2 separate regions of the Anas platyrhynchos genome follow, and region 1 is linked to region 2. A link is a contact called in public Hi-C data. All regions are on one chromosome and are shown on one strand. The core of a region is the stretch at or near the end of the contact, and the rest is flanking DNA. Distances in the headings are between cores, read along the strand shown. Region 1 overlaps SUCLG2 (succinate-CoA ligase GDP-forming subunit beta). Region 2 holds the start of TAFA1 (TAFA chemokine like family member 1).

Region 1 (5,252 bases), core at 2,192-4,691, 190 kb after region 2:
TCGAATTAAAAGTAAATACTTGAACTAACCATCAAATCAACAGGTCTATTTAGTCAAGTGGGGTTTTTTAGGGGTATTCGTGATTATATCATTTAACTGTATCAGCTTGGGTAACTTGCCAAGTTTCTGTACCACTAAAATGCACTGAACAGTGTAATTTGCACTTAAAATAATTCATCTGACAGTACCTATCGTAGGGTTTGAGTATTGGATGAGTTCCATTTGTATCCATCCATGTTCTCCAGGTATGCTCTTTCCAGGAATATTCCTTTTTTTTTTTTTTTTTTTTTCCCAGAAGGTTGATTATTGTTTATCAGAAATGTAATTTGAACTTAAGACATTAAGGACTACTATAAAGGTAGCACATAGTATAGTTTCTCTGAGAATCTAAATCTTAAGTGCAGAGGCAAAATTCAGTAAATAATGGATCAATCTGAATAAACCTTTTACAGTCATTCTACTGTATAAACCCATTTTAGGTAAGTGGATTTGGAGGGTATGTATAACCTATTATATGGTGCAGTCAAATAACATGAATTCCCAAAGTATTTAATGACCAGTGCTTACCAAATATACCTGTGAGATCGGTGGCATGTGCGTGCCTTGTTTTTGCTTCCATGAAATCCCCCAAATCAGACCTAAACATGCAGCTATGCTGGATTCTGGGTGCACAAACAGAAATTTAAATGAAATCTGAAATACTGCACCCTCATCCTATGCAGAAGAACTGATCGTGTGTGTTGTTTTGCTCTTGCAATATGCAGTCGTGTAAGTAGTCCTCATCCCTTCATCTTATTTTGATCTGCGTTCTGATCGGCTTATCCAGGGACTTGATCTCCTTGAAGCTCGTATATTTAAATGATAGTCGGAACAAATTTAATTTATGCTCTTTTATTCCTTGTACCCATGATCTCATAGAAAACTTATCCCCTTATATTGGCACCAAAAATTCAATTGTTTTAGGAACTGACAGGTGCATTCCATCCCCAAAACAGTGCTAAAAGCTGTTGTTTTGATGCTCAAGTACAGTTTAGAATAGTACTTCATGGCCTCAACATTTTTCTTTCCCTCTCTTCCTTACTCTTGTAAGGACTGAGGTGTCCCTGGTGGTCCATCCTGAGCTGTCTTTGGTGTCAGAGCCCTCCCCTGCTTACCTGAATGCTTTTCTCACCCCGTCAAGGGGCCACAAACATGATATGATTTATTGGCAGAATATCATTGCTGAATGATTTTCAAACCAGCAAAATCCAATGCAATTGTGTCCTGTTCTAGATCCTGAATTTGCAATAAACAACAAAATCTCAAGACCGTAGGCTATTTTGGTGCATCAGAAGCTGAGAATGAAAAATTTTGATTTTTCAGAAATGTGGTGTTTGGGATTTTTACTGTGTCACCAAAGGAGTTGCATTGCTAAAAGGGCTTTCCCCCAGTGCTGTACTGGTGTGCAGGCCAGAGGCTGCCATCTCACCAGCTGTGCAAGAAGAGGGCATAACATACAACAACTGGGGGTAGCAGAAACCAGGCATTCACTCTCAGAGAGACTTAGGTTCCTCAGGACCTCTCAAATAGAAGCCAAAAAATAGCATTGGAGAAAATACTTAATGTGCTTTTCCTACCTGTCAGCCAGCCTTCCATTCCTACTGAAAGAACATCTGAATTTTGTTTCGGGGATTCATCAGAGTTCCTGTCCTGCAGTGATATTATGGCACATTACTAATAAATTTTAAACCCTGGCCCATTTTAAAATAGTCAAAAACATTCAAAATTGCATGGTATTAATATTTTTTGACTGCAAGCATTCTTGCATTGCTTCTAGATGACTCATCCTTCTTAATTTTATCACCTCCAGACTTTGAAAGTTCCATCCCAAAGATGCAAAATATTATTTTGCTTCTCGTTTTATAAAGTAAAATAAGATGGTTTGACTTTAAGCAGAAAAAAAATAACCCTGCTCTTCTCTCAAGGGGGATTTTGATATTCCCTTTCCACATTGAGTTGCACTGTCCTCTAGTGGAGATTTTAAGCAATTGTTTCTGTATTTGTGGCTCTTTCTCCCACTCCAATACAGTAGATTTAATCTTTATTTGCAAATGAACCATAAATGTTGCCTTATATAAAAAAACAGTGGATTACAGTAAGATTTAAAAACTGGATAAGAAAAAGTTATATTTGACCTGCAGTCCAATTTATAGTAATACAGGGACATTTAAAAATGTTTGTCTGACTTATCAGTTGGAGCAGAAGGGTGGAGTAAGGACGCAAATTTACGGCATCTGGTTTTTGTTGTGTGGTATTGAAAGTTGCAGGTAATCTGCTTCTCTCACATTGACACAAATGCAGTAAGGTGTGAATAAATGAATAATAAAGGCCAGTGGAAAAATAAGAAGGATTAAATGCACCTTATTAGATTGAAAATGAAGAACTACATGTCCCACTTCATCCATGGCTTTGTTTTATTTCTCTCACTATTGCCTGAGAGTATGCTGCAGGCGTGCTTTTCTTTTTTGTTTTCTGGCAACTTCATGGATTAGTTTGGTTAAAAAAAATAAATTTATTTTTTGAGGATATAAAATTAGACCCTGCTCACTAGAAGGACTGGGAGATATGATGCATGTTTTAACCTCAGAGAGCACTAGGAGCCTCCAGGCAAGAGCACGTTAGCCAACTGTAGCATGCGAAGCAACTGCTTCAATGTAGATGTGACCCGTGCCATCCAGGAGAAGAGATCTTGACAAATGTAGGCTGTTTCATATGTCTGGGTACGTTTTTAGCTGATGAAAGAGTTATGATGATGGGAGTGGTCAGAGCCTGAATTTAGTTAGCTTGAGATGTAAAGGTGTTTTTTCAGATTTCAGTCAAAGCAAACTGTAAGCAAGCGATTTCCTGGTGTAGCTTTTAATTTGCTGCAGATGTGATTTTACTGACAGTTGCTGAATAGCTTCTTTTCAACTAAAATAAATGGATTGAGCTTCAGAGCAACAATTTACAGCAGGGTCAGATTGTATTGGTGATTTTATAATAATATTTATAGTTCCTGGTATTCATGTATCCCTGTGTGCGTATAAGGGAAAAAGATGCATACCAAGTCACTAAGACTTGTGTCTGACACTGCTAATAGGTGGAAAACTGTTGCAAACCTTTCATGCTGTCATCGGTTTAGATGATGATTTGTGTTTTTTTGGGGAGACATTCTCATAAAAAGTACACTAACAGAAATTTGGTTTTAGGGGATTTGAATATTAGAATAATTACATTTTTGAGCTATTTCTGTTGGACACCATGAAGTATTTTGTTTTATGGTAAAATACATTTTAAAAACCAACAACTTACGTTCCAATATACATTTTCAGTAATATTCAGAAGAGACCTGAGCTGTACAGTCATGGTCTTGGTGATTTGGGGGGTTGGACAGCTGAGGTTTTGCCCACACATTTTTTGCATGCCTATTCTGATCCTGAAAAGTAACAGCTGAGGAAAAGATTTCACAACTGACATGAGCCTGTGTTAACAGGGAAGGTTATTCCCACTCCATCCCAGGCCCTAACAGCAGTCAAGGGCTCTCCCTCGCCTCAGGGCGGGTGTTGTGTGTCTGTGGGCTTGGTGGGCATCCATCACGGATGCTACTCCGAGCACAGGGGAGGTGCGAGGCCGCCCTCTTTGGTGGCTGCCCATGCTTAGACTGTCTTAAAGCAATTATCAGATCTCGGGTTAGTTTGCAGTTGTGTTGGGATTGGTGTTTTATGTGAGATTCAGAGTTTGACCAGGTATGAAACTTCTGCCATCACTCAGCGCTGCAGTGCGTTGCTCTCTGAAGTCTGTTCTTGTTGTTTTGTGGCGGTAACAGAGGTGGAAAATGAAAGAGCAAGCACAACTTGTAAGTGTCAAGGTTTTGGCCTCTCTATGTTTGCATATAGATGTGTGGTGTTAGTGCAGAAGGATGTTGAGCAGACTGGAGTGCAGAGCTGCAGACAGCGAGACGGCCTGCATATAGATTTCTAAATGGGCTTTAGGAAAGGTGGAGTGCTTTATAGGTGCTGCCTGGAGTCATCCTGAAGTGTACAGTGACCTGATGTCATTGTGCGTTTTGTTAAGGCCTAAGAACATTTTAGAATAATAATAATAAAATACAGTAAATGCAGTTTTCAAGTGCAGGCAGGTATGTGAAGCTGTTCTGCTGCACCTGCAATACCCTTAATTGCTTGCAACTGGCAGCCTCGTGGATTATGTCAGTGATCCACAACAAGTCTAACAGCAATCTCTTAGCACAATTACTTCAATTAATACAGAAATACATTTATTTGGGGTACTTTTTTATTCTTGTTGGTGCCAGGTAGAATTGCAGGCTTTGTCAAACCTTGCTAAGGCTTACTTCAACAAAGAATAAGTTGCTGCAAATTCAAATTGTTATTAATAACGCAATAATGATTTTATATAGAAACAGATCTGCGTAAAGTTCCCATCACTCTCGTTTTCCAGCCCTGGTGCTTGGACTGGGCAGACTGCGGGTTGTTACCACCACTGATGGTGATGTCTTAATGCTATTGTGGGTTCCCTTATTTCTCCAGAGGAGTCCATAATCAATTGCGAGTACTTTTGAGGGTGATTTCACATCTGTCAGTTGTTTTGGTGGATGGAAAGAGCCCAACCTGTGGATATACTTGAATTTCCTTAATAATGTTGCTGAAATAAAGTAATTTTATAAGGTATATAGTACTGGGTAGAAATAGTAATTAGAGAAATACTACCAAGTAACCTGTCCTATACTCAACTGTTTGCCCTCTTAATGTAAATTCATGTTCCATATGCATTAGATACCGAGAATGCCAATGCGTAAGAATTCTGATACACAATGGGAGGTTTATTTTTCTTACAGACTTGAATGACACAGAGATCGTGCATTCTCTGTGCACATGAAATACTGAAAACCTTTTCATCCATCTGCTGGGTCTGAATGTTAAAGTTCTTTCAACTAGAAATGCAAGATCCAGTCAGGCTGCAGAAGCATATATAAACAATGTTCATGAATTTCCGAGGAGTTAAGGTGAATCTCAGCATCATTTGAGCTGATCTGTTGGCTTATTTGGAAGATTACAATAAAACCCAAGATTGAATTCTGTACCTGATTCAGTTTCTTATTGATTGAATCCTTTTAGACTCCTCTCTAATTTAACAGTGTATTTTTATTAAAGCCAAGCATACAAACATCAATTATCCAAGCTGCATCTAATTTCCTTCAACATTTTTTTCCTTTT
Region 2 (5,961 bases), core at 534-3,033:
AAATATGATACCTTTCAAAGGGCCTGAAAGCAACTAATAGATTTGCAGGAAAATGCTAAAAATTAGCTTAATGTTGCGTAAATAAAGATATTTATGCAACCTGAAATGAAATTCCACCACAAGCAGAAAACTAGGTCCTACTTATGATTCCAAAGCCTTCTTCTGACAGCTTACTCTCTAATGGACTTAGGGTCATTTGATGGTCTTCTGAATCTCACCTGACAGAGTCATCATAGCAAAATTTTAAATATGAATAATTTGGGGGGCAGCATAATATCTGTTTGACTCCTCCTTTCACTTCCCACAGGGGGCTGAAAAATGTTAAACTCTCCTCTTCACAATTAAATTCATGAAACACTTAAATTCTATGGCAGCCAGACACCAAGGAACAGGAAAATCTTTTCATCTCATAATGTTTTAGAGCCCCTAGGCAAATGTAAACAGTGTATGCTGTGATAGTAGAAGGATTTATTGCTCCTGCTGAACAGAGAATCTGCTGATTTATTTCTAATTCCAATAGATTTTTTAGGGTAATTTAAAATTATTTATTGCAGAATTTTGTTGGAGTTATTATTAAGGAAGTTTGAACATACCAGACCCATTTGTGTGGAAATACATTTTAAACAAAAAGACACGGAACCCAAATCAATCTGTATTGAGCTGGCCTGTAACAGTGAATCATTATTGCACTCTCTCTCCTGCTGGAGCGTAAAAGAGGGTTAGAGCTGCCTTGCACAGCACAGCTCCTGGAGTCCAAGCAGCATTTTATGGGCCCCCACCGAAGGTGCTGCTCTACCAAACTCAAGCTTAGGCATAGAATTGTCTAAGTCACTTTTATATTCTTGCAAACATTTTACCCAAGACTGGTTTCATTGATTTTGCTGAGAAAAACGTCACTAAGCTGTGTAACACTCAAGTGCCGTTTTAACCACTCGTTTACAGAGGACTCAGAGTGACAAAGGTTACCATTTCAAATCGGTACATCCCTGTTACTATATCAAATTCATAGAAACATTAGTGAAAATATGACTTTATGTCTTGCCACTTACTTTCACAGTAGGCACTTAGCTTTCCTGGAGTGCACTCCTGTGCTGCAGCCGTACTCAGCAACCTTGGGAACTGGTTGGAAAGCTGGAGGAGAGTAAATGCACTTCCATGGCAGAGGCTGAGCCACCGGTTAGCAGCGGATGTGTGCTTGTGGGAACAGCCACCCACACACTAAGCATCTGTCTCAGAGGATATTCAGGCTCCAGCAATGGGCTGTCACCTTGTGTCTTCTTAGCTTTTGGTCCTTTCCAATCTGGCTCCTGTTGCAGTCTGTGGGTTAGTGCTTTGGGCAGAAGCCACCTCCTTTATGTCTATGTGTATGAGAGCAAGCACAAGAAGGCTGATCTGTGTCAGAGCTTGCAGTCACTCCACAGCACAGCTAAAGAAAATCATTAGGAGTTGTAATCTGATCATCAATCATATTTGCCAGCTCATCACCTCTGTTTCCACTAAAAGGTGCTTGAACATCACATAGGTAATTAAAAATCCTTCTTGGTGTCTTTTTTACCTTCTATGCTTATTTAGGAAACTTGTTTAAAAAATATACAATTTCTGAATTTCTCTTCAAAGATGCCACTGAATCAACTCCAGACTGTCTGCCAAGCTGGCATACCACTGAGAGTGGAAGCTCTTTGCTTTGGCTAACTTGAAGATCTTGAACCACATCTCAGATAAATGCTGTGGAGAATCAATTTTCAATTTCCTGCTCCACGTTGGACATATATTTAAATACTCACTACTTCTGGCACCTGGAAAGAAACCAACAATAAAATCAAATGATCAAACTATTCACCTGATAAGAGAAAAATCTGCAATAAATCAAGCAAACAGGAGATTCAGACATGAGCCCGAAGGCTAAATTGTGTCAGCACTGATATAAAAGTAATGCCATGATCTTACTGTCTTTTTGACAATATCTAGCTACTCAATAGTTGTTTTGTCTAAACCAAGATATTTCTGTAGAATTCATAGTTCATTTTAAAGATCTTATTCCTTAGTGGAAGGGGAGAAATGGATAAAGTTCTTAATAAGGTTAAAATCAGAGAAAGTGTTGAGAATGTGTTATTTAGAAAAACAGATTCAGACAAAGGAATGAGAACATCTGGTCTTATGAGAGCGATACTGGAGGAGCTGATGTTCCTGGAAACAGTGAAAGTTCAGTCAATGTTCATGACCAGACTTTTATGCTCACAGCAAACTCTACACCTTACTGTATGTAGCTATTAGGGTGAGAATCTCAGCAGTGTACAGTTTTGCCTGCTTGCCTTTATTTTTCTCCATCTGCAATGTCCTTAATAATAATAATAATAGATTAAATATACAGCCCTGAAGAAAATTCATACCTGAAACAAGGACGTTGGAAAGATTCATGTGAAAAGACTCATATCATTTTTGGCTGTTCTATTTGAACAAAATTTTAACAAATAGATCAGTGTTCCCTGAGAATATTAAAATGTTACCAAGTGAGAAACGGTGCATTTTGGCTCAGCCTCTAAACAGACCAGCAAATGCATCTTGCTGCATTCAGAAGGCAAAATATTAATTATGCCCACGGAAAATCATAGCTGTGAGAATATATTAAACTGGAATAGACTAACTAGGAAGGATGATAGCAAAAAAATCATGGCACCTATAATCATCCTCCAGTCTTGCAAGATATTGCTGCTTTAAGGGACTCAGAAGGGTAAAACGCCTCCCTTTTACCAACTGTTGTCAGGCTGTTCCTGGGAGTAGCTGAAGGAAAGAATGAACAAATACTTTTCTCTGCAATGTTCTGACTGTAGGAACCTGTAAAACACTTCCTTGAAGTCAGTGATTGCAAACTGAAGAGGGGAAGCCATGCAAACAGTATTAAACCTGTGTCTCTGGAAGGTTTTACTCCCAGCTAACCTGTTCCTGCAGCTGGTCCAGACAGCTGCCGTGCTGGGAGTCTTCTCCAGTCTGCAGTGAGACATCAGCATCTTGCAAAGAGAAAACAAAGAGAATGACAACATATAAGCTCATCTTGTTGCAACTGTTCAGGAGGGAAAGGGGTATGCAGCAAACAAAATAATAGGCAGGCTGGTGTCAACTGCTGAATATTTTTTTGTTTTGTTTTCATAGTTGTGAGACTAGAATTGGAAAAATTAATTGGGTTCCCATTTTACCCTTACTCTGTGAAAAATGCATGAGCAACTATGGTCAAAAATGCCAATAATAGTAATAGCAATTGTAATAATAAAGATGACAGGAATTGCCTGAAAACAAATAATTTGCACGTTAGAGATTTTCAAAATTCCTACCTAAAAGACTTTGGAGACTGTTTCTTGCGGAATGAGAGAACTTCCTTTTTGGTAGAGTTAACCAGGAGTTAGACATATGTCTTTCTGTGTGGTACCCCTGCAAGACAGCAGAGCATGGCTCCATATTTCTGTGGATCTGAGGGAAAGGATCGGCTACATGCTGGTAAACTGCTGCCTGTGCTATACCTTCCCCTCCCATCTCTGTGCACCCTATCCACTGATTTCCTTGTTTGCAGGTTCAGATATTGCCAGTGCAAATGCAAGAAAAGAAGTGGCTCTGCCAAAAGAAGGATAAAAGGAAGGAGGCCCATCAGTGTTCCAGCTTGGCTTTGCTTATCCACATTACATCATCCCTTGAGTTTAAAATATGTTCTGCAATTTTTTACAGAGAAGAGGTTTGGAAAGCTGTACACCAATTCCACTCTCACAGAGACTAATATTGAAGCTCCCATTGCTTAAGAAGAATGAGCTCTCCATCAGCACTCTGAAAATCCCACCCTTCTGTTGCAATGCCTTCGCTGGCCTTGAAAACAGTGTCATGCAAGTTATTTGAAAATGCCCCTCTTTGGTAAGGGGTGACAGCACTGACATAGGAGAGGACTCTGGCACCAGCATGGGCAGACTCAGCCGTCTCTTCATCTGGAGCAGCATGTACTCTGCGAGCAGCTGCAAGAGCTACTGAGGGACTTTGTGCATCAGAGCCACCTTAGCCTGAAGATGGGTGCAGAACACAGCCCCAGCAGAAGAAATTATTGTCTCAGTTCTACTGATATCAGTGGCATATGGGGCGTTGATGTAGTTAAGGAAGAAATCTAATTCAAAGTCATTTGGCTGTACGGATAATTTAACCATCCTGGTATTACTGAGTGATTATGTATATTTGAAAAAGAGAAAAGCAAATACCCAAAGGCATCTTGTGTACAATGCTGAAATTTTGAGAAGTTGCTATATGGCAGAATGGGGTGTTGATAACATTGGAGATAACCCAGTGCGATAGTGCTATCAGCACCTGAGGAGTAATAACTGATCTACTTCATATTTACCAAATGTACCAGGCACTCCGTATTATGTTTACCTAATGATTAAAAGGAACAGTAAATGGAATGACTTTCTTTTAATCAGTATGTCAGCTTGAGCAGCATAATGAAATTAGTCTGGGGTGGATAAAGGCTTCTGAGCAAAAAGGGGCACTTCTATGCGACTGACTTCTAAAATCTGTAACTTTGCTGTATCCATGGCAGGCCATTGCACGCTGATGGGGTCCGTACTCAAATAGAACATACCCAAAGTTAAAACATATGCACTGTTTAAGCATTTTATTGTATCTGTTCTCCTAGCTTGCAAGTTCACTAAAGTCTCAGCCAAGGATTCTTTTTCTTTAGGACACGTTTATTAATCGTTCGTTCATGTCTACCTAGTTACACATGGATGATATCTGACAGTTTATCCCACTTATCATTAATAACTATTAATGGCCCTCTTGTTACAATCAAGCTGCATCAACTCATAACCTCACTTGCATTCATCTAATTTTTCACTTGATTATGAATTTCAGAATGGTTGTCTTACAGGCAAGCCTGTTTACTTTAAAGGGCAGAGATTTGTCCATTTGATTGCTTTGAGAAAGGTGGTAGGTCACACTGTTTAGTTACTTTGACTGAGATGTGGAATATATAATGTGTTTCCTTAATCCTCAAATATAAGTTATTATCACCCCCATGAAAGCGACAGTGTTTGAAAGTTTTAGCTGCAAACAAATCCAAATTGAAAGAAGTCATGTTTCCTCAATGCTAAGAAGGTTTAACAAATTTATGTAGACACTAATGAGTATTACTAGGCTTATGTAGGGTCATGGAAAATTAGACTGGCTTTTTTATGCCATTTAATACAGATTTTGTCATTGCTACGTGCTAAGCTCTCTATTAATATAGATTACTTTGGCTTTTAGAAAGTGGGCAATGTCTGAGGTTCAGTGACTTGTCTCTCTTTTTGTATTTTTGGTTTCTTTGGTAACATATTTTGCTCAGCTTTCAGGGTTTGGCAGGATTTTATTTCTAACTTTAACTTACTGCCCTTTTCCAGAAATCTGCTTTGTATCTGTTCTGAGAAGGAAATTGTAATGCAACTGCTTATTTACTCCATTTTCTGATCAGAACTTGATGGAGCTACGTATGTCACTACTGCAGCAAAAACATCTCTAACAAGAAAAATATGAATTTCCTAAAGAAACAATGATGAGTTCTGTCCTGATTATGTACCACTGTAGTCAGCAGATTTCAGAGTGTAAACAGGAGCACAATTTGGAAGTGTGCTAGCATACATAATACATGTCTTTCATTCATAAAGTATACTATCCTGTGTTTTAAAGCAGAGTAATGAATCTGACAGTATCCACAACTTGAATGAGCTCAGAGGAGAGGACACATTTCACCCAGTGCAGCTTCCTGACATTAGAGGGCTCCATAATCCACAAAGTATGGCAAATAAGAGTTTCATTTTGAGGTCAATAGAGATGACACGGGGAGAGGGTTATAAACTTCTCTTGGAGCTGTGGTTAGATGGTATTGCAAATTCAGCTTCTGAAGTCTGAGTATTAAGTCACACCTGCAAAATGTAAAGAGCTGACCTGGTA

Evidence for each region. A called contact is a pair of places that touch in the nucleus more often than the background predicts.
Region 1: a Hi-C map of subcutaneous adipose tissue shows a contact between it and region 2, with 2.7 times the contacts expected there. The contact joins the enhancer-like site here to the promoter of TAFA1 in region 2. A contact is called at or near these places in 3 of 8 Hi-C or Micro-C datasets (F1 follicle, liver and subcutaneous adipose tissue).

The regions. Positions count from the first base shown.
Region 1 is chr13:6,060,675-6,065,926 of IASCAAS_PekinDuck_T2T, forward strand. The region is part of intron 9 of SUCLG2 (succinate-CoA ligase GDP-forming subunit beta); the gene reads left to right. Among named protein-coding and RNA genes, the nearest start is that of SUCLG2, 99 kb to the left of the region's middle. Within about 2 kb of position 3,442, at least 1 of the 8 cell types and tissues checked has an H3K27ac peak or open chromatin away from gene starts, as enhancers often do.
Region 2 is chr13:5,872,171-5,878,131 of IASCAAS_PekinDuck_T2T, forward strand. It overlaps TAFA1 (TAFA chemokine like family member 1), which reads right to left and starts at 1,784. Exons shown (of 7, transcript XM_072044368.1): 1 at 1,050-1,784. LOC106014427 (a long non-coding RNA gene) reads right to left here. Exons shown (of 5, transcript XR_003500344.3): 5 at 4,482-5,961.